Linked DNA regions of Mus musculus: all the other regions are linked to region 2. Evidence: chromatin contacts called from public Hi-C and HiChIP or PLAC-seq data. All regions are on one chromosome and are shown on one strand. The core of a region is the stretch at or near the end of the contact, and the rest is flanking DNA. Distances in the headings are between cores, read along the strand shown.

Region 1 (2,700 bases), core at 183-2,682, 450 kb after region 2:
AGAGAAGATTCTCAGGTGGGGTCCTCAGGTCCCCAGATATGCCTTCTAAACACCTGAGTTCTTTGTGTGTGTGTGTGTGTGCGCGCCTCAGTTTCCCTATTGCTTGCTTCCTCTGGTCTCCCATGCTTCCTGTGGAGCTAACTAACCATCTTGCTGACCTTCCTCTCACTTCCAAACATTTGACGCAGCTTTGTCTTCTGCAGGAGAGATCAAGTCGAAAGGCCACCCAATGCCATTCTTCAACATTTCTTCCAACAGGGTTAGCCCAAGAGATATAGAGAGTGTGGCCATGACCCCTCCTTTTTTTTTTTTTCTGACCAGATCCTACAACAGAGACACCTAGTCTGTGAAGGAGACCTTTCTGATCCCCCAAGCCTAGTGGATAATGGGAAGGGGATGAAATTTTGGGTAGAAATCATAGAGACACTCTCAGTCATGGTAGACTTTTAAATTGACTCATATCTTGAAAGCGATGTTATTTTATATCCACTCTGAAAGGGTAATATCAAACTCATGAAACATTTACTAACTTGGCTGCATAAACAGCAAAGCACCTCTCTCCCATTAAATATTTTTTTTGCAAAAGATATTTTAGTAAAATACTGCAGCTTGCAATTTAATTACAATGAGTAATTAAAACTTAGAGCATAATCATTTTTGGCAAAAAGTCAGTTTTTGTTAAAATTTTAAGATAGAAAAAAGATGCATATTACGACCATAATACTGTTAGTAATTAAGATAAATGCATCAATTATTAAAGATGCAAACATGTCAAGCAAGCATAACTAATTATTTGAGCATGTTAACAGTTGTTTAATGTTAACAAGCAGTGAATTATTAAAGACCCCATGTGTCACATTCTGGACTGCATAAAATAGAATGTTCTGGAACGCTTTATGATTTTCAGGTTTTTCCTTAGATCTTCTCTGTCGGGTTAGCTATAAAGCTAAGATAACTTGCCTTTAAAATGGATTTCTAAAATAATTAGCTGTAATCAGGCTAGGAGAGACCACGTCTCTGAGTTTGTTCGGCAGAGGGGGGAAAAAAAGCAGCAGTGGGTCCCGTTGAGAAACTGCAGAGCAAGCAGCATGTCTGCAGGAAAGATTTATGTAATTTGGGGGGAAATGTTTGCCACTGAAGGTCCAGCAGAGGGGCAGAAACCGGAAAATGTAGTGTTGGCTTGGTTCAAAATAATAGTAATAATAATTTAAAAATCCAGGGATAAAGCAGAGATTCAGCGGCTCGCCCCGCATTTCCCAGCTGTATGTTTCTTCTTTTTTCTATTTAGAGGCACACCTTGAAAACAGCCCTTCACGCAATCATATAATCAAGATGCCAATTAAGACACTTGTATAAATCACATGCAAAGCAATGCTTGGATTATTTTTGACTGTCAAACCGCAAATCAACGCCGGCAACATTCTCACTGGGATTCAACCAGCCGGGCTTTTCCTTTCCCTAGACACAGAGCAGAAGCCCTTGGGGCTGCCGGGGGCGGGGTACATCTGCTCAGGGGCCTAGGAATCAGTGAGAAGAGAGTGTTGGGGTCCTAGAGTCCCATCGGCTCTGCTCCCTTGGGCCCTCAGCCTCCAACCTTGACCCTACAAACAGGACAAAGGAATCTGTGAGTTCGTGAATCCTCAATGGGGCTTTGGGAAATCTGGGTCCGTGGAGGAAGGTAAGAAGAGCATTAACATAATGGAGATTAACCTCCAGGTACTCTTGTCTGGCACCCCTAGAAATAACTGGAACATGAAAGGGTCCACAAGGAAGGAACCTCTCAGCCCACTGGAGAGACTCCGCCCCCAGAGAGGCATCCATCCTCTCTGTGTATGCAGAGGCTGCTGCTGTTTCACAGGCAGAGGAGTGTTTATCCATAGGCGTGGTCATCCTCACTTCTGGATGTTTAGCCCTCTGACCTGAGCTGGGAAGCTAATAATGATGAGTCCAATACATGGTCTGCTCTCGGGAGCTAGCAATGGTCCAGAAGGAAGGGCTCTCAGTAAAAAAATACCCACACCCAGGAAATGAGTTGGGCCAGTTAGTTGTCCCTTTTCCTAAGTAAGACAAAGATCTTACATCTGATTACAAAGATCTTTCATCTGATCATCTATCCAGCCTACTTTCCAACTTTCACAGTGTAGAGGTGAAGCCAGGCGCAGCCCAAGGACAGGAAGTAGAGGCAAACTGGAAGAATCTCCAGGAAGACCACGACCACATTGAGATTGCCACAGCCTGGTGGAAGCTGAGAGCCCAACTAGAAGCCAGTTATAATCCCAGTCGAAGTAAAGATTTGAGATTCCAGGGAAGAGTGTCCAGGGGTAGGGCACATCAGAAAAAGCTTGCAGAAATTGATATTCCAGCTGCCTTGCCCTTTTTCCTTCTCCCACAGCAGGTACAGGCATTCCTAGTCAGCTCTCTGGAGTCAGCATCCACACATAGTCAGCCTTTTATCCCTGTCACAAAGCAGGATGGAACCTATTTTCTGGGAGACCCTCCTTTTCTCCTTCAGATTTCTGTTGCTGTCATGTTCACTGGCAGGTGCATGCCACATACACACTCAACCTATCCATTGCCTACAAAACCAGGCGGAACCGGACTCTAAAGATGCCTTAGAAGATCTCATCCCTATGCATTCAGGCATAAGACTGGAAGAAAAGACCACAGAGGAACTCTGTTCACTGGCTTACTTTCCTTGGC
Region 2 (2,700 bases), core at 198-2,697:
GCTCTGGCTGGCGCTCAGCCGCCACCGCTCGAGGGTCGCCCGCGTGAATTCCAGCCCACCCGCGCCCTCACCACCAGAGTAAGTGAGCCCACGTCGCCCTGTCGCCACCGCAGCCTTCCAGCCGCCTCCTTCCCGGGGCACATCGGCCGAGTCTGCCCGGAGCCTCTGCGACCCCAATCACTCAATCAATAATCAATCCCCTTCGTCCAGAACTGCCCCTAAGCTGGGAGCGGCTGGGGCAGTACCCTGTCCAGGGCGCACCCCGGCGGGGGATGGGCAGGGGAACCCGAGTTTCTTCTCCCTCCCCCGTTCCCGCCTTGGCAACCTCCGACGCAGTGGGTGGGGGGCGCGGCCAGTAGCCCAAGGGGGCGAGACGCGGGGTGCTGAGACGGTGATCGTCCCAAAGTCAGTAAAGGAAACTTGGAGGTGCCCCCTCCCATGCTTACCCCCGAAACAAGCCTGGGAAAGTTTGTGGCGGGGGTGGGGTGGGGGAACGGAAGGAGGTAGCCACTGTAGGTCCCAGGAGGGAAGACCCAGAGCCCACACCCATGTCAGCCCGCACATCTTCTCTCCAGGGCACCCCCGGGGCCCTGGCATCTTTGATAGGGGTACCATCCCAACTAGGGGAGCGCTCTGGGGCTGCACGCGGCGGGTGGAGAGGAGTGTGGGCCGGGAGGGGCAGCCGGGAGCAGCCCGGGGTTGAGACCGGGTGGGGAAGAGGGATGGGCGGGGGCTGTGGGCGCCCCGGGACGCGCTCCGCAGGGCGGACCCCGCGCCTTTGCGAGAGCGCTCGGGGCGGAGACGGAGGGCCAGCTCCGGGTGTCTGGACTTGGGCGGGGGGCCCTGGGCAGGCGTCCGGGCCAGGACCCAGGCTGGGGGCGCCTCCGCGGGCAGGCGAGTGACACGATCATCTCCTTTTCCTTTAAGCTTGCCTGTTGCCGACGCCGCCGCTCCAGCCGCGCCGTGGGCAGAAGACTGGACCGCTGAGCCCCGGGCCGCGGCGGCGGCGGCTGCGCCCCCCCTCCACCCCCCCCCCCCCCATGCCTTGACCTCCCTGCCTGGGGGCGGGAAGCGGGGCAGGACCGACCGGGGTCGCTCCTGGGCTCCTCCTCTCATCTCTCTGCCCGCCTTCTCCTCCTTCACTCCCCGCCCCCCAGCCCCGAACCCCGCGCACCTCGTCTGGGGACGGGGCGGGGGGGGGGCAGGGCGACCGCTCCTCCCCGCCCCCTCCTCCTCGGGCCTCTGGAGCGATTTGTCAAACTTCCCATTCCGCCGGCAGCGCGGTCCTCCTCCTCCTCCTCCTCCTCCTCTGCCTCCTCCTCCCCCTCGCGCTCCTCCTTCCCCGCGCCTCCCTTGCCCGCCCTCCTTCCCTCCGCACGTTCGGGGATCGCGGCGGAGCGCAGCGAGGGGGGGACGCGGAGAGCCGGGGCGCAGCAGCATCCTGCGGGCGGCCGCTCTCCGGGGGGGAGGCTGCGAGCAGGCCCGCCTCGCCCCCCCCCCGCCGCCCCTCCCTCCCTCGGCTCAGCCCGGCAGCGGCGGCGGCGGCGGCGGCGGCGGTGGCAGTCGCGGGAGAAGCATCATGCCGAGGAGGAAGCAGCAGGCGCCCCGGCGCGCAGCAGGTACGAGCGGCTTCCCCTTCCTCCTCCGGTCCTCCTCCTCTTCCTCTGCTCGCGCCGCGCCTCTGGGCCGCCGGCCCCCGCGTTGCTCGCCGCACTCCTCGCCTCTCTCTCATTTTCTGTCTGTCTCTGCGGGCGCTGAGTAACTCCGGGAGCCCGGCTGGCTCGGGGCTCTCCTGCCCGGGTGCGCGCGCCCCCCAGTTGCCCCGCTATGTTCTTCGCTCGACCGGCTCGCACACCCTCCTGGGGACCACCGAGCCGGCTTAGGTCCCCGCCTCTGCCGATCCGGCTGCAGCGGGGAAGGCGCTCTCCAACCCGTGCCTTTTGGTGGGGGGCGGGCGGGGTCACCTGAGTTCTCTGGGACATCTTCCGCGTTGTCCCGGGCAGTACCCGGTGACTACCGGGACCAGAGCGAGCAAGAGTGAGCTAGCGGATCCCTCTGGCCACCTTACTGCTAATTCGATTGATTCTTCATTTATTGGGCCCAAACCCGGTACAGCGGTGGAAACCAGAGCGCACTGGGTCTGGGTATTGTCAGATGACTGTCAGGTCAGTGTTGGATGCTGACATTTCCTCCATTCCTGAATGTCTTCTTACCCCCTCCCTCTCTTTCCGCTGCTGCTCCCTACCCTTTTCTAGCACTTAGTTCTGGGACATATCTGAGTACTCCCCCCTCCCTCTCTTTTTCTGCCAGGAACGTCAACTCCTGTTAGGACTGAGCTGATTTTTTTTTTTTTTTCCTTCTGGAAAAGAGATTCATTGAAAACAAAACAAAACCCACACACATAACATTATTTTGCAATAATGTCGGTTGGGGGCACGTTGGCTGGAAGAAGGGTTTCTGGCCGGTTGCCACCCTTGATTTGATGACTGATTGATCGCCCGTCATGCCTGTGCCTTTGATCTATTCATTCCCAATAAACATCAATAAATCACTTGCAATAGTGAGGCCAAGCTCCGTGACGTCAGGAGGGCCCTGTCAGTGCAACTTCAGGGATTTGGGGCGGCTTGCCGAGAGAGGACCACATATGGACGTGATGTATTTTGATATGAATAACACTCAGACGTGCAGAGGCTCAGACGC
Region 3 (2,700 bases), core at 12-2,511, 450 kb before region 2:
GGCTTTAATGCCTTGAGAAGCTGTAGTCCCTTTAGGAAGTGAGGACTGCCAGGAGGAAGTGATGTGGAGTGAGACTGGAGTGTTGCTAGCTCAGCCCCCTAGCTCTTTACTTCTTGATCCTCTGAAATGAGAGGAGCCACGATACAAGGTCTTGCTGCCAGCTCCTATTGCCCTGGACTAAGCCAGTCCCTGCCATCCTCAAGATGATGAATGAGCCAAAATAAATCCTTCCTATACATGCCCTTTGTCACATGGCAAGAGAAGGCATAACACACTTGTGAATTGTCACAAATTGCCCTCCTTCCCATGAGGCTGACACATGCCTAGATCTGGATGATTCCCAGTCACAGCGTACTGGAGAGTCTGATGTGGGTAAAAGAAAGATCTCACAGACACACTGTGTGGAGGGTGGCCCTCACCTCCTCAGTGTGGGTATAGGACATACCCAACTGTCAGAGTTTGGATATGGCATGAGACCTATGATTCATGTGTTGAAGCCTGGCCCCTGCTTCTGGTACTACTGGGTGGGTGACAGAAAACTTAGGTAGTAGATAGGACCTGGTTGACAGGAGTGGACGAATTGGCTCTCTCTCTCTCTCTCTCTCTCTCTCTCTCCCCCCCTCTCTCTCTGTAAATGTGTGTGTGTGTCTCTTCCCTCCCTCAAAGACGTAAGTAGTTCTAATTTCTTGCACCCTTCTACCATGATGCTCTGCTTCACCGCAGACCCAAAACCAACAGAGCCAAGTGACCAGGACAGAATTTATGAAACTATGAGGCCAAACCTTTACTTCCTGAAGCTGGCTTTCTCTGGTGCTTTTCCATAGTGAAAGCTATCTTAAGGCACCATCTAAGGGACAGGTCTGGGTAGACTCCATGGGCCATGTCAGGCACCACCTTTATTCCTATCCTATTTAACGCCCCCCCCCCCAATATAGACGAAGATGATTTTGTGTAGCTAGCTGGTCACTGGGCTTCTGAGTGTGTGTGGGAATTTTTGCTCTTTTCTAAGTCATGGTACCTTACTGCAGGGGCCTATCCAGGTCATCTCACAGGCGTGATGATTGCAGACCCCTTTAGAAGGGATCTGACTGTGTCACCTCTCACAGGCACGATAGAAAGCAAGCACTGTTGAGTGTGTTGTTGATTAAACAAAGCAAAGCCGAAGGCAGCAGATGGCTCTGAGTGGATGGGAGTAGGTATGTTACCAGCACACTAAGAAGCCATTTATCAAAGTTTTATCTGATGCAATGCTTTGGACAGTCACTGCTCACAAATGGCATTGAGCTGAGCCTTGTCTGAATGTGTGGGAGCTGCTTGGATGCCCTACAGAGTATCACCCTGTAGGAATGTGGCCTTGAATAACAGGCTTAGAAGAACACTCAGAGGAGGGGGGTACATGGGATTTTGCCCCAAGAAACAGGATCCCATAGTGGTTTAGGAATGGGGAGGCCTTCTGTGTGAGGACTTGAGAGGCATTTTACTTAGAGTAGTGGGCTTGAAATTTCTGATTAGATATAACAAAAGGCAGTCAGACACTCCAAGAACTATAAAGGGCTCACTCATCATCTGGTGAAATAAAGGTTCCCAGAGAAGAGGTAAATGGACTTTCAGAAGTCCACCCTCTCTTTTCTGAATGGAGGACAAGATAATGCCTCCAGCACCCTTAAAGGGAAATAACTAGATTTCTATGACTGAATGTGCTCTCTTGACCTATTTCATCCTCTTTAGACAGATTTCCCAGGTTTAACTACATAAAAGTGAAAACAAAAGAACTTCCTTAGGGAAAATATTTGGGGCCATCCCAGAGGCAAACTGCAGGCACTACACTGGTAATCTACAGTGTATTGTTATAGACAGCCTTTTGTGTACGATAGGGCATGGGGATCTCTCTGAAGCCCTACTGAAAAGAAAGGCAAGAGAATATTTAGTGACAGAGGGAGGCTCAGCTGCAGAACAGAGCATTTACCTAGCATTCACAAGTACCTGTTGTCCAAGTCAAGTACTATAAAATAACAATAAACAAGAGGTAGGGGAAATAATGGATGAATTACTAATGTCTTCAAAATATCAAGGAAATGAAGAAGAAAGGATGAGAGAGAGAGAGAGAGAGAGAGAGAGAGAGAGAGAGAGAGAGAGAGAGAAGAGGAAGGGAAAGAGAGGGAAAGGAAGAAAGAATGCAGGGAGGAAAGAAGAAAGATGAAGAAAGAAAAATAAGGAAGGAAGGGAAGACAGGGGAAAGAATGGAGATGGGGAGAAGGAAAGAGGGTGGGAAGGAAAGGAAGGAAGGGAAGAAATAAAGGAGGGTAAATTAGACCACTGTAATTTGGGAAGGTAACAAGAAGGTGAATGAATAGTAAACGTTTTGAAGAAGTATAAAGTAACAAGTGTCTGCATTAGATCATGAACTAGCTACTAGCCAAGGCTGCTTAAGAAGTTGTTATTGACAGTTTCTCAGTTGGAGGATACATATGGTAGGTTGCTTGGAAGATAGTGAAAAGACAAAACAGGAAATGGGAGAAAAAAGGATAAAAGAAAATGAAGGAATTGATACAGAAAAACCAAGATTGGGATAAGAGGGGATCTAGGGAGAGTTGACAGAAAGTAGAGAGGAGGAGATCTCCAAAGAAGCAATACCCTTGAGCACTGTAGGATAGGACTTGAAAGCCCAGCTCAAAGGATGAGAGTAGGTCCACTGCTGTG
Region 4 (2,835 bases), core at 35-2,534, 400 kb after region 2:
ACCCAGCAAGGAGATCATGGGCGTCAGGAATCCACGCAGAGCCGGGCAAACCCAGCTGTATTTTGGATTTTTTGCCTGCTTAAAAAATATTTTTCATTGTTTTGAGTTTGATGGGAATGTGTTTTCCCATTAATTTTTAAACCAAAATTGGATCCATATGTTTTCTGATTCATGTCTGTTTAACTCATCTCAATGCTGGAACAGAGCATTTGATGTCCAAGATGCCTCTTTCTGCACTCCATTCCCTAGAGTGTAGGGAAGAGGCAGAGAGCTGAGGATTCCCTGGTCACTGAATTGGGGGCCGGAAACACACACAGACACTTGGCCAACCTTCTTGAATTCCTTGGAAGCAACTCTGTTTTCAAGGGCAAAGGTCTTAGGTAGCTGTGTTTGGTTTCAGAAAGCTCCTTTGAACACCTACCCAAAGCACCCCTTAGAAGTCAAAGGTCAAGCATGGAGGCTGGGGCTTGGCAGGTAGCAAGCCTTTGTGTTTTCAGTTAGCTGGGATGGACCCAACAAGAGGTCTACTTTCTAGCAAAGCTGAGCTGTGCCCAACGGCCAGGCAGCTCCTTCATTTCTCAAAGGCAAGTGTGCTATCTCAAGATCATAGACATGGAGCCATGGTCTGCTTGAAGCTGTCCCATGCCAGGGACATATTGACCTGGCAACTGAGAGCCACCACACTACCTCATAACCAGTGTGATGGTACAGGAGCCATAAGCCCCTTCATTCCCTTTAGGAATTCTTACTATAGCCCGCAGGTAGGAAGAGGGCTTGAAACACCACTTTAGACTGCAGATGCCCGTCTCTCCTCTTTTGTATCTGTGGTGGTTTTGTGTTGATTCGTAATCTCCTGAGAACCTGAACTTCTTGACTGGTAGAGTTTGGAGAACAATATTTCACTTGGTATTGTTAGAAGGATTGATTTTTGCTAAACACATTTCGTAAGCTGCAGAATGCTAGGAGCCATTTTGTAATAACTTCTGGTCCCTTAACTTGCTCCGGAGGATTTGCCCCTAGAGAAATGAACTAGTGCTCTCTCCTACCTTCCTTACCAAGCCCTACAAACACTCTCTCTTGCGCGCTTGTGCACACACACGGGCACACAGAAACACAGACACACAGACACACGCATACTCCCACGACAAGAAGCCAGAATGATTTTCCCAGCATCCCGATGTGGTAGCAAGATTCCCAAGCCTGATGAATTGATTCCAGGATTCCCCTCTGCACCCTCTCCTCTCTCCTTGGGCGTCAGCCTCTCCAGTTGGTTGTTTGAATTTGGTATCTGGCCAAGCCGAGATGTCTAATTCTCAAGACTGTCGGCAAGTTCCCCACTGCTGTGATGCTCGAGTGCCTTGTTGATACTCCCTCGGAGCCTCTAGCGTGGTAGGGCTTGGTTTCAAGGGGGCAGAGGACCTCGTGCCTTTGCAGGACCTGTGCAGGTTTCCAACTGCCAGCAGCCAGGAAACCAGATCTCTAATTCAAGGTGTGGAAAGAATCCCTGAGCAGAAGCGATCCAGTCTCGCATATGGTTGGTCTCTCTCTCTCTCTCTCTCCCTCTTTCTCTTTCTCTCTCTGCTTCTGCCAGGAAGACGTGTAGGACCAATTTATGCACAAATTGGTCACATTTTCACACATAGCTCCAATTATCTAAAAGGGGTTTAACATTATATTTATATTGATAAGCTTAACAATGTTGAACTGCGACTCTCGGCTGATCTGTTACAATTCACATCCAAAGAGACCAGAAGGAATAATTGGCCATTCTCCAGCATCAAGAAAGAGAGGCAGCCTTGAGAAAGATGAAAACTGCTGCACAAGGTCTCCGGTTGGCTGAAATTACCCCATAAATTCCAAGTGAAGGATGGCCAAGAGTATCCAACTATTATGGACTCCCATCTGAGACAGAGGAGAGCTCCCAGGTTAGAGAGCGTGAAGACAACCCACCCTCCTCAGAGCCCACAGTGGGAGGAAAATACATCTCACCAGAGATGGACACAGTAGCCAGGGAGGTTTGTGATGAGGCAATCATTTTGAGCAAAACAATGGAGTTCTAGGATGGGCATTTAGCAAATAATCTCTAAAATATGCATACGCCAGGGACCCCAGGAACCTTAAATACTGACAGTAGGGTTAGCTGCAGTCAGCCACTTGCTTAGTCCCTGTAATCTGAGGGAGTGTGCATCTTCAGCTGGTCATTGGCTTAAAGAGCAGCATACAGACAAAATATAAGACATTCAAGGGACCCTGATACGCCCTCGGGCTGGCTGAATAACTCTCCTGAAGCACATTGGAAAAGAGCCGGCAAGTTTGGGTGATATAAACAGACATTACTGACTGATGTGATTAATTACAAGCCTAATTCAGTTAATTGCATATAATTTGCTCTCTCTCACACACACACCCCAAACACACACAATGCACACTGCATTGTTTGTCCCATAGAGGGTAACTTAGGGACAGGGCACACATGGGTCTGGAAAGTGCTTTTCCACAATAGCATTGGAAAGTCCCACAAAGAGCAGTCAAGGATCAGTCAGGGGAGTGGATTGCCGGCTAGCAGCTTCATCAATACAGGACCAGCACTGGAGTCCTGCAGGTATTAGGGCTTTGAGGGGAAAGGTTGCCAGCATGTGCCTAAGATTCCCCACCGCCAAAGAAGCCACTCCTACAGACTCAAGAATAAGAAGACAGACAGCCTGCCGAACTGTCTCTATATAGTAATTCTATCCTGCCATAACGAGGACCAAAGTTCTGTTACACCTGGCCACATGGTAGAGCTGGCCATCATTATGCTTCAGTGAAATAAACTAGATACAGAAAGCTAAACTC
Region 5 (2,827 bases), core at 161-2,660, 350 kb before region 2:
ATAAAGTTTGCTAGACCAGTGCCTGGCAAATACAGAAGTAGATGCTCACAGTCATCTATAGGATGGGACACAGGGTCCCCAATGTAGGAGCTAGAGAAAGTACCCAAGAGCTGAACAGGTCTGAAACCCTATAGGTGGAACAACAATATGAACTAATCAGTACCCCGCAGAGCTCCTGTCTCTAGCTGCATATGTAGCAGAAGATGGGTGCACATATTTTGACTTGTATCTGAGCTTCTGTGTCTAGTTTCAAGGAGTCAAGTGTGTGTCCCTTATAATAGAGGCCTTGGCTCTCACACAGCTACCAATGTGTGCTCACTGGCTGGTATCATCTGTCCCTAGCTCCTAGGCAGGTTTGGAGGATGCCTAGTCCTGGACCAGAAGCTAATTCCGTTAAACACAATAAGTCTCGTTGATCTCCCAACCTCTGCTAGACTGTCCATGCCTTCTCTGAGATGGGATGCTCCGAGCTCCACGGCCAAAGTGAGAAAGAGTAGGCACCTGTGTCGACAGGGCAGTCACAGGTGTCTAGTCTCACTGTCACACTCAGCTTGTCCAAGGATGTGACAGGGGTTGGGTGGTCCAGCAGAGGAAGCACAGTGGTGGGACAGAGATCATGAGGTGCATTCTTGCCTACTTTGGAGATGGTCCTGTCACTGTAGAAGCTGTAGCATCTTTAGTACATCCCTGAGATGTTCTGACACTTGTGGTACTCCTTAGTGAGAGTTATAATAGCACTAGAATTTCTCTTGGGTTTTGTAAAGAATAATCAATAGAAAACAGGTGAAGGCCAAGGAACAAGTACTGATACTGTTTGTTGCTGGTGTCTGTAAACAGGGACGTCTGGGTTAAAAAAAAAAAGGCCTCTGAGAACAGGGGCAATTAGGTACCACCTGAGCATCCATCCTTTATGGTACGGATACAGTCCCCATCTCAACATCCTGCTGAAGCAGATGTAGTCGGTATTCCGAGCCCCTTGTTGGGCAAGATAAAGCTGAGGTTAGGGGTCTTGTTTCTGATCTCTCTGCTGGTGTAACAGTAGGACATCAGACTCCTGGTCTAGGCATTTAAAGCAATGTGGCTTTCAGACACAGTGTCTGGAAGAATTAAGAGCAGCATGAGACTGCCTGTCTGCCCTGGACATGCATGTTACCCAGTAATGTTAACAGTCTGCCCTGGCGGCTTCTCCTGCCTACCCACATGCTGAAGGAGGTGACTTGCTCCAGAGGGCTGTAGTCTGCAGCAGAGATGGTGACAGGATTTGTTAGGGGTGCCCTCCATGTTACAAACAACTCTGGGGTTTCACGGATAATTAAACAAGTCCAGAAAACAGCCTGTGGCTTCTGGGGGCTTAAAGGAATTGGGGCATATGGACTCAATTTCCTGTGTGGCATGGGTGTGTTTAAGCATAAAGGAAGACGGTGCTTGGGACTTAGAGCGTGTGAGTTCTGCAGGTCCCAGATTCATAGCTGTGGTCTCCCTCTGTCAGGGCCTTCAGTAGATTTTTAACAGCCATGAGGATCCTCATCCAGCGTAATGTCTCCATCTGACTCACTCAGAGCAACATTCTGTTTACAAGCTAGATTGCAGAGTGAGTCTCACTGGGACCTTCCCTCTGATTCATTAAAATGAAGCCATTTGGGATGGCTCTTGGTGACTCTTTCTAACCCTGTGGGAGCGACAGGAATTAGAGATGCTCAGATATTTCAACTGAGTTCAGGACAGAGGTTAGGGTACAGGGGAGAGAGAGAAAGGCAGGAAGTGGTATGGCCCAGTTCCAGGTCAGAGAAACTCCTTCCCATTAGTTAAAGAGAGATGGGACAAAGCAGGGGAATCAAGAAGGTGTGCTGTCTAGGCAGGCACGTGGTTCTTAGTGAAGCTCTAGAAGAGAAAAAGCCCTTTCCTAAATCCAGTTAGGTTTCTATATTCTGCCAGGCAGAGAATGTGCCCCTTTGTAGAAGACACTGAAAGACAGAGAGGTCTTCAGGATGGGCTTTTGGTAGACAGGATGAGAAGGCCACCAGACAACTGGGGAAGAATTCAGGTGCCGCTGTTGGGGTCAGAATGAGCAGCCCACCCATGGGACAATCCAGAGCAGCCACTTTCGGTCTGATCACCACGCTTGCCCTGGGGAAAACTCAGTCGTCAAAGGTTGAGAGGAGCTACCCAGACTCACGGTCCCTCTAGGTCAGAGTGGGGAAGCATGGCTGGAATGCTGTGCTCATTGAGTGTCTGGGAGGAGTGAGAAATTGGAGCTACGTCAGGAGGGAGGTAAGGATGGGGCTGACCTTGGTCTTTGTTGATGAGGAAAGGAAGTACCCTCACGTGACAGGAGAGATTTGTTTGCTTGGGAACTCATTTTCAACAGCCTCAGGTAGAAAGAATTAAACCATCTGTTTGCTCTGAATGAGCCCAAATCCCCTCCCTAAGGTACAAATGGTGGTTTTACGAAATTCCTGCTCCTGAGAAAACCCATTCAGGTAGCATTTGTTTCTCTGGCTGTAAGCAGGGAGGAAACTTGTGATATCTGAAGAGAAGAAATCACTTTAAGTAAGTTTCAGATGTCTGGAATGGCAGTTGGAAAATGTGAGGAGGACGGTCAGTGCCTGGGGTGGTCAATTATATTTTGGGGTTCCAATGGGGGGGTAGTTTCCAGCTGGCAAATATCTTTTCCCACAATCACCCCAACATTGCACCTTCCTCAGACAGAATCCCACAAGACTGCTCTTTCTACCTCGTGTGACTGCCATTCTCTTGGATGATCTTTTGAGTGCAGAGAGATAAGGTGCCAGGGCATTACCCCTTAGGATGTGGACTCCTTAGATGA
Region 6 (2,700 bases), core at 102-2,601, 480 kb after region 2:
ATGGTTGTCCCCAGCCCCAGGGACTTGAGGACTAATTACCACGTTGACACAGTTATTGTCTTCTCCATCATCAGCTTGCATGAACGTGTGCACCATGGTGTCAAAATTGACGTACATGTCAATCATTTGGCCTCCTGAAACAGTCAATTAAAATACACACGAGGAGATTTTTTCTCAAATTTGTCATAACAAGATTTTGCATTTGCGTATTTTTTAACTAAAGATAAGGATCCTGTATACATCCTCTAATTTGTTATCGAGTATTTATTATGGGAAGAGAGTCTTTTTATTCCTAATCACAACTCATTAAAATCGAATATTATTCTCGACAATCTACCGCTGAAGACTCATCACCGTTAGCAGGAAGGAATAAAAAGCGTTTTTCAAATGAAACTTCATTTGAAGCATTTCTCTCTGGAAACAGTCCAATGTGTGTGCAGGGGAAAGAGTATAACACGTGTAATCAAATGCCTTAGTGAAGAAAATTTACTACAAGAAAAGAAGAAAGAAAGAAGGAAAGAAAGAAAGAGAGAGTGAGAAAGAGAGAGAGAGAGAGAAAGAGAAAGAAAGAAAGAAAGAAAGAAAGAAAGAAAGAAAGAAAGAAAGAAAGAGAGAGAGAAAGAAAGACAATGAGAGAGATAAAGAAGAAAAAAGGAAGGAAGGAAATGGATTGAGGCAGGGAGGGAGGGAGAGACAGAGAGAGAGGGGGAGGGAGGAAGGAAGGAAGGAAGGAAGGAAGGAAGGAAGGAAGGAAGGAAGGAAATGGTTGGAGGCAGCGGAGGAAGGGACAGAGAGAAAGAGAGGAAGGAAGAGAAGAGAAGAGAAGAGAAGAGAAGAGAAGAGAAGAGAAGAGAAGAGAAGAGAAGAGAAGAAGAGGAGAGGAGAAGAGAAGAAGAGAGGAGAAGAGAAGAGAAGAGAAGAGAAGAGAAGAGAGAGAGAGAGAGAGAGAGAGAGAGAGAGAGAGAGAGAAAGAAAGAAAGAAAGAAAGAAAGAAAGAAAGAAAGAAAGAAAGAAAGAAAGAAAGAAAGAAAGAAAGAAAGAAAGAAAGATGGAGGAATCTAAAATCCTTTGCAAAATCTGAAGCAGGAACCTATGACCAAATCTGAGGGCTATTTCAAGGGTACCCTAAAGAAGAAAGAGGGGAGTAGGCTAAGCATTTGCCTTCCCTGCTTCTGAGTTTTAGCCCTGAGCCCCTTTCATCCCCAGCCCTGCACTGAAGCTACTGGGTACCTTGTTAGCTATGTGAAGCTGTTTGTTCCCTGTACCCCTCACGTTCCAGCCAGAGCCGACATTCAGATCATCGTTACACGCACAAAGAGGCCACATTTGTAATTCTCATGAATGTCACCCCATCCACAGCAGGCAGGCCGTCGGAATAGGGTTATGAATACTCCGTTTGCTGACTGGGATGATTCTGGCATTAGCGATGTGGCGTTTCCCACATGTTTAGCCTGAAAGAAGACATTTGTTTGGACTGTATGCTTCTGTGTACTTTTTTATTTAAATGCAATAAAATTGACAGATGACTCCTTTTTTGCAACAGGTTTGGAGGAAGAAAATATCGTGATTTTGTCTGCCCCCCCCCTTTTCCCCTTTCTTCCTTGATGGCTGTTTAGACAGCGGTCTTAAAAAATCACTAGTCACTAAAATCCCTCATGCCCGTTTCATATTGTGTTGATTCATATTAAATTCATGACAACAAAAAAGCAACTTGAGGCACTTTTAGAAATGACCGCTCTTTAGTGTGCCTCTCCTTCCTCCGGGCTCGGTGGGCCCAGCGCCCATAAAGCTGCCTGCTGTCTTGTGTCATGAAAAGAAACAGCTTTGCCTGGGAATGCCATTACTGTGTAATGAGGCGTGCGGCAAAATATACCTTCAGCAGCCACTTGATGAAGGCTTGCTGACACACCAGCCCAGACAGAAATGTTTTTTTGTATGTTCTTCCTTATTTTGTCCATCAATCACATCATTAGTCAAAGCAGACAAGCCTGTCAGCCGGGGCCCAGATGCGGAGTGGCAGGCGATCAGCGGACAGGTGTTCTAGCCCCCACCCCCATTCCCTCCCGAAACGCGCACACCCAAAAAGAAATCCTGAAATGAGAAAGGAGCCAAGACCTTGTTTCAAGGGCTGAGACGTCAACAAGAAAGAAAAGGCACGAAGGGCAGAAGTTCAGAAGCCCACTTTGAGCGACCTGAGCAGCAGGGATTCATGGGATTGTTCCACTGAGCGAGAATCGGGACTCAGTTCTGAAGACATTGAAGAAATCAGGGAGGAAACTAAGGGAACACACACACACACACACACACACACACACACACACACTCACAGGAGAAAGAACTAATAAACAAATGGATAAGTAAATAAATGAAGCCCTGTTCATTTCTGGTGGTCAGTGAGGTATTCAAACACAACATTCAAAGACAATAAATAAGAGCAACTTCCTGGGTGACCCTCTTTGGTATCGCAAATGCATAAAATTAAATTGGATAGTTCAGATGCCTGGGGCCACCCAAGCCTATCTGAGCTATCTACCTGACACTGGCTGGGAAATTGAGGGCTCCAAATGGCTAGCTTCTGTAGCAGCGTGGCCCATTTCTAGAGAGCTACAGCATCCTCCGGATATAAGCCACCCCTCCTTTCCTAGGGATCTCAAGTTTCTTCCTCCTAGGCTTCCTTTCTGCCAGGCATTCATTCTGTCT
Region 7 (2,707 bases), core at 38-2,537, 390 kb before region 2:
ATCTTGGGACGGAGCCCTCACTTCCTACTACCCTTGGAGCGGAAGGGCTGGAGAGGTAGGCAGCAGGGTTCTACAGAATAGGACCATGACTAAAGGTTCTGTTTCCTCTTAAGCTAGTATTTAAGAGAGGCGATCAGCAGAGCTGGCGCCACGAGGCCAGCAGGGTGGATGTTAAACTGGACCCCAGTCCTCTAATGCACTGCGTGGGTGAAGAACCTCAGAGACAGAGTGCCCTGGGAAGGTCCCTGTGTCTCTCTTGTGGCTTCACTATGGAGGAAAGGCTGGCTGGGCATGTTCACATGACTGCTCACTGTGTCCAAAGTTACTCCAGGAACACAACTATCTTGGAAACATCCTGTCCAACTAAATGGTCAAAGCCAGGTCATGGGGTTGGAGAAGCATCAAGCTGAGGGAATGTGTAGTTGATCCTGTTTCTCTGATGCATATTTATGAATTACATATACATGCTTGGCAAAGGAGGAATTGTTGAAGTTGCATAATACATTCATACTTTACATATGTACTCATGGTCCATCCTCTATATTAGCATGTAAAAAGTCTTGTGCTGAGGGTTGATTATGCAAGGCCATACTGCCTCCTCTCTAAGGGATTGTTAGGAGCCATCCTGAGTCAGCAGCATCTTGGTCTGGCTCCTGACTTTGTGTGAGTCAATTCTAATGTTACTCTGATGAGGCCTGGCTTCAGCTGTGGGAACAGAGGAGCGGAACACAGGGAGGGGAGGACTCTGTCCCAGGGGATGGAGCCCAGGCTGATGCTGCAGGCCCTAGCCCAGCCTCCTCTTCATGAGCTCTCTCATTACTATCCTGTCTCTGCATTAGGCTCATTGAGGAGGGCTGCTCTGGCTCTCTCTTCTTGGAAGTCTTGGTTCATACAGCTCAGAGCAGTATCTCTTGTCTCTGCCCAGATGAACCTGTGTCAGCGGGAACATGTGGAGCTAACCCAGGCTTCCTACCCTTGGGGCATTGCACTTGCCCTGGTTTGTACCTGTTGTGCATTCTGCCAGGAATAACCACATCTGTCACAGCACATGTGTGTGTGTGTGTGTGTGTGTGTGTGTGTGTGTTGGCATGGCAAATGATGTTGACATGTTTGCTCATCCTCCTTCCCCATCAGGCTGGAGGCAGCGGCTGCCCACAGAACAATAGCCCCGCAGGAGGGACATTTCATACACACACGCTGTGGTCAGAGTTAGGTGGATATGGACTGTGGAAGAGAATATCTACTCAGTTGGCTGGAAGCTGAACTTGATAATCAACATCAAGAGGGAATTGGCTCTTTTAAGACAAATGCTTCCAGATGCCAGGATCACTGGGTACTTCTACCCAGATGGGTCTGGGTGGAAGCCAGCAAGTCCTAGCAGTTGATAAATCCAGAAAGGTTGTTAATCAGGAACTAGCTAGCCAAGGCAGATTCCTGGAAGGTCAAGTGTATGCAAGGGTGATTTGACAGTGTATCGAGGATGCCAGGACCCCCTGGAATTAGGGATTTGTCACCATCTCCCCTGTGATTGTGCAGCTCAGGGCACCGTGCTTTCAGTTGAAGCCAGTGGGAACCTATATGCAGATATGGTACAGCCATGTGGGGGTGGGAAAGCCTCTGACAGAATCAGACGTTCTGTGGAGATTGTAACGGACTGCCTGCTTCCTGGTCGCTGGGAAGCGTTTATGGCCAGACACTGTGTTGACATGTCAGCTTCCAGCTCCAGCTGGAAGCATTTGAGGTAAATGAAAAGCAGGGAAAGTAGGTGGAATTGAACCTCTGGGAACCTTGAAGGGGACTTTTTGCTTGGAGTGTGATTTGGGACCCTTGAATATTTTATGCATTTAGGCAGAGGATCACATGCTGTATGGTGCTCTTCCACATCCTAGCATCAGAAGGGAATGGGCCATAAACCAATGTCCCAGTTCTTCAGGCCAGCCATAATCAATCTCGTGTGCTTCAAATCCAGAACAGTTGCCTAGTTTGAAGTGGTGAGACTCAGCCATCATTTAAATGGCCATAGTATATCCCTGCAAGCATTCCCTGTTTTTTCCTTACTCATAAGAGTTCCTTACCCACACAACAGCCAATGTGAATGGCAAATATAAGAAAGAGGGACCAATACCCTTGCTTGTGCCTTTCCAGTGACTTCCCATGGACATCAGGCCCAAACTCAAGTTCCTTAGCATCATGTGTCCTCTGTGAAGATGCTTTGCCCTCTTCTCTGGCCTCATCTACTGGGCATTGCAGCAACAGTGGGATCCTGGCTCCTCACACTGGTCAATTTGCTTCCTGCTAAGGATATTTATACTCATCCTGATTTCTGTCTAGAATGTTCTTCTCAGCATTAAGCTACCTTTTAAGATTCAACCAATAGCTCAAAATACTACCTATTGGAAGAGATCATTCAAAAAAAGCATATCTTGTCGCTTTCCTTGTCTTTGCCTTAATTCGGAAAGGCTACAGATAATTTTCTTAAATTATTGAATTGCAGTTTTAACTTGTCATTTATGTGACATTTATTAGTCTACAGACTACTGCTGTGCACAGTTGTTCAGTGTCATAGTGCCAGAACATAGATTCTTATCCTAAGTTAGCTATCACTATCAATGGAAACTAGATCGATAGATGAACAGGTGGGTGGATGAACAGGTGAACATGTGAGTAGACAGATAAATGAATAGATAGAGGTGAAGATGGCTGGCTG

The links. Hi-C and Micro-C count contacts between places; a contact is called where the count stands out from the background. HiChIP or PLAC-seq counts read pairs in DNA pulled down with a chosen protein or histone mark.
Region 1: a contact with region 2 is called in an H3K27ac HiChIP or PLAC-seq map of SST interneurons, with 2.8 times the contacts expected there. The contact joins the enhancer-like site here to the promoter of Tshz3 in region 2. A contact is called at or near these places in 7 of 39 promoter capture datasets (the C10 cell line, embryonic stem cells, frontonasal cranial neural crest and 4 more) and 9 of 115 datasets of contacts at active chromatin or transcription factors (SST interneurons, craniofacial prominence, embryonic basal ganglia and 6 more).
Region 3: a Hi-C map of Sertoli cells shows a contact between it and region 2, with 4 times the contacts expected there. The contact joins the enhancer-like site here to the promoter of Tshz3 in region 2. A contact is called at or near these places in 2 of 39 promoter capture datasets (the C10 cell line and hippocampal neurons), 4 of 484 Hi-C or Micro-C datasets (Sertoli cells, muscle stem cells, myocytes and 1 more) and 7 of 115 datasets of contacts at active chromatin or transcription factors (embryonic basal ganglia, embryonic forebrain, embryonic hindbrain and 4 more).
Region 4: a Hi-C map of cortical neurons shows a contact between it and region 2, with 2.1 times the contacts expected there. The contact joins the enhancer-like site here to the promoter of Tshz3 in region 2. A contact is called at or near these places in 2 of 39 promoter capture datasets (hippocampal neurons and second pharyngeal arch cranial neural crest), 2 of 484 Hi-C or Micro-C datasets (both in cortical neurons) and 7 of 115 datasets of contacts at active chromatin or transcription factors (craniofacial prominence, embryonic basal ganglia, embryonic forebrain and 4 more).
Region 5: a contact with region 2 is called in an H3K4me3 HiChIP or PLAC-seq map of embryonic limb bud, with 3 times the contacts expected there. The contact joins the enhancer-like site here to the promoter of Tshz3 in region 2. A contact is called at or near these places in 2 of 39 promoter capture datasets (frontonasal cranial neural crest and hippocampal neurons), 6 of 484 Hi-C or Micro-C datasets (adipose-derived mesenchymal stem cells, cerebral cortex, cortical neurons and 2 more) and 7 of 115 datasets of contacts at active chromatin or transcription factors (craniofacial prominence, embryonic forebrain, embryonic hindbrain and 4 more).
Region 6: an H3K4me3 HiChIP or PLAC-seq map of embryonic limb bud shows a contact between it and region 2, with 3 times the contacts expected there. The contact joins the enhancer-like site here to the promoter of Tshz3 in region 2. A contact is called at or near these places in 3 of 39 promoter capture datasets (the 3T3-L1 cell line, embryonic stem cells and pre-B cells) and 10 of 115 datasets of contacts at active chromatin or transcription factors (SST interneurons, craniofacial prominence, embryonic basal ganglia and 5 more).
Region 7: a contact with region 2 is called in a Hi-C map of muscle stem cells, with 2.7 times the contacts expected there. The contact joins the enhancer-like site here to the promoter of Tshz3 in region 2. A contact is called at or near these places in 5 of 484 Hi-C or Micro-C datasets (muscle stem cells, myocytes, nephron progenitors and 1 more) and 8 of 115 datasets of contacts at active chromatin or transcription factors (craniofacial prominence, embryonic forebrain, embryonic hindbrain and 5 more).

What each region holds. Positions count from the first base shown.
Region 1 is chr7:37,145,434-37,148,133 of GRCm38.p6, forward strand. All of the region lies in intron 2 of Gm28075 (a long non-coding RNA gene), which reads left to right. Among named protein-coding and RNA genes, the nearest start is that of Gm28075, 6.4 kb to the left of the region's middle. Within about 2 kb of position 1,433, at least 3 of the 459 cell types and tissues checked have an H3K27ac peak or open chromatin away from gene starts, as enhancers often do. A contact at or near this core is called in SST interneurons, where this site is marked.
Region 2 is chr7:36,696,671-36,699,370 of GRCm38.p6, forward strand. It overlaps Tshz3 (teashirt zinc finger family member 3), which reads left to right and starts at 1,448. Exons shown (of 2, transcript NM_172298.3): 1 at 1,448-1,619. The coding sequence starts at 1,580. Gm36722 (zinc finger X-linked protein ZXDB-like) reads right to left here and starts at 1,552. Exons shown (of 3, transcript XM_030243157.1): 1 at 1-1,552. The coding sequence starts at 1,440. The coding sequence ends at 193.
Region 3 is chr7:36,243,485-36,246,184 of GRCm38.p6, forward strand. No RefSeq gene overlaps it. Among named protein-coding and RNA genes, the nearest start is that of Gm46016, 74 kb to the left of the region's middle. Within about 2 kb of position 1,262, at least 6 of the 459 cell types and tissues checked have an H3K27ac peak or open chromatin away from gene starts, as enhancers often do. A contact at or near this core is called in Sertoli cells, where this site is marked.
Region 4 is chr7:37,094,742-37,097,576 of GRCm38.p6, forward strand. The region is part of intron 1 of Gm36830 (a long non-coding RNA gene); the gene reads left to right. Among named protein-coding and RNA genes, the nearest start is that of Gm36830, 3.3 kb to the left of the region's middle. Within about 2 kb of position 1,285, at least 3 of the 459 cell types and tissues checked have an H3K27ac peak or open chromatin away from gene starts, as enhancers often do. A contact at or near this core is called in cortical neurons, where this site is marked.
Region 5 is chr7:36,349,526-36,352,352 of GRCm38.p6, forward strand. No RefSeq gene overlaps it. Among named protein-coding and RNA genes, the nearest start is that of Gm46016, 180 kb to the left of the region's middle. Within about 2 kb of position 1,411, at least 10 of the 459 cell types and tissues checked have an H3K27ac peak or open chromatin away from gene starts, as enhancers often do. A contact at or near this core is called in adipose-derived mesenchymal stem cells and embryonic limb bud, where this site is marked.
Region 6 is chr7:37,178,715-37,181,414 of GRCm38.p6, forward strand. No RefSeq gene overlaps it. Among named protein-coding and RNA genes, the nearest start is that of Gm38994, 6.6 kb to the left of the region's middle. Within about 2 kb of position 1,352, at least 14 of the 459 cell types and tissues checked have an H3K27ac peak or open chromatin away from gene starts, as enhancers often do. A contact at or near this core is called in embryonic limb bud, where this site is marked.
Region 7 is chr7:36,309,679-36,312,385 of GRCm38.p6, forward strand. No RefSeq gene overlaps it. Among named protein-coding and RNA genes, the nearest start is that of Gm46016, 140 kb to the left of the region's middle. Within about 2 kb of position 1,288, at least 17 of the 459 cell types and tissues checked have an H3K27ac peak or open chromatin away from gene starts, as enhancers often do. A contact at or near this core is called in muscle stem cells and uterus, where this site is marked.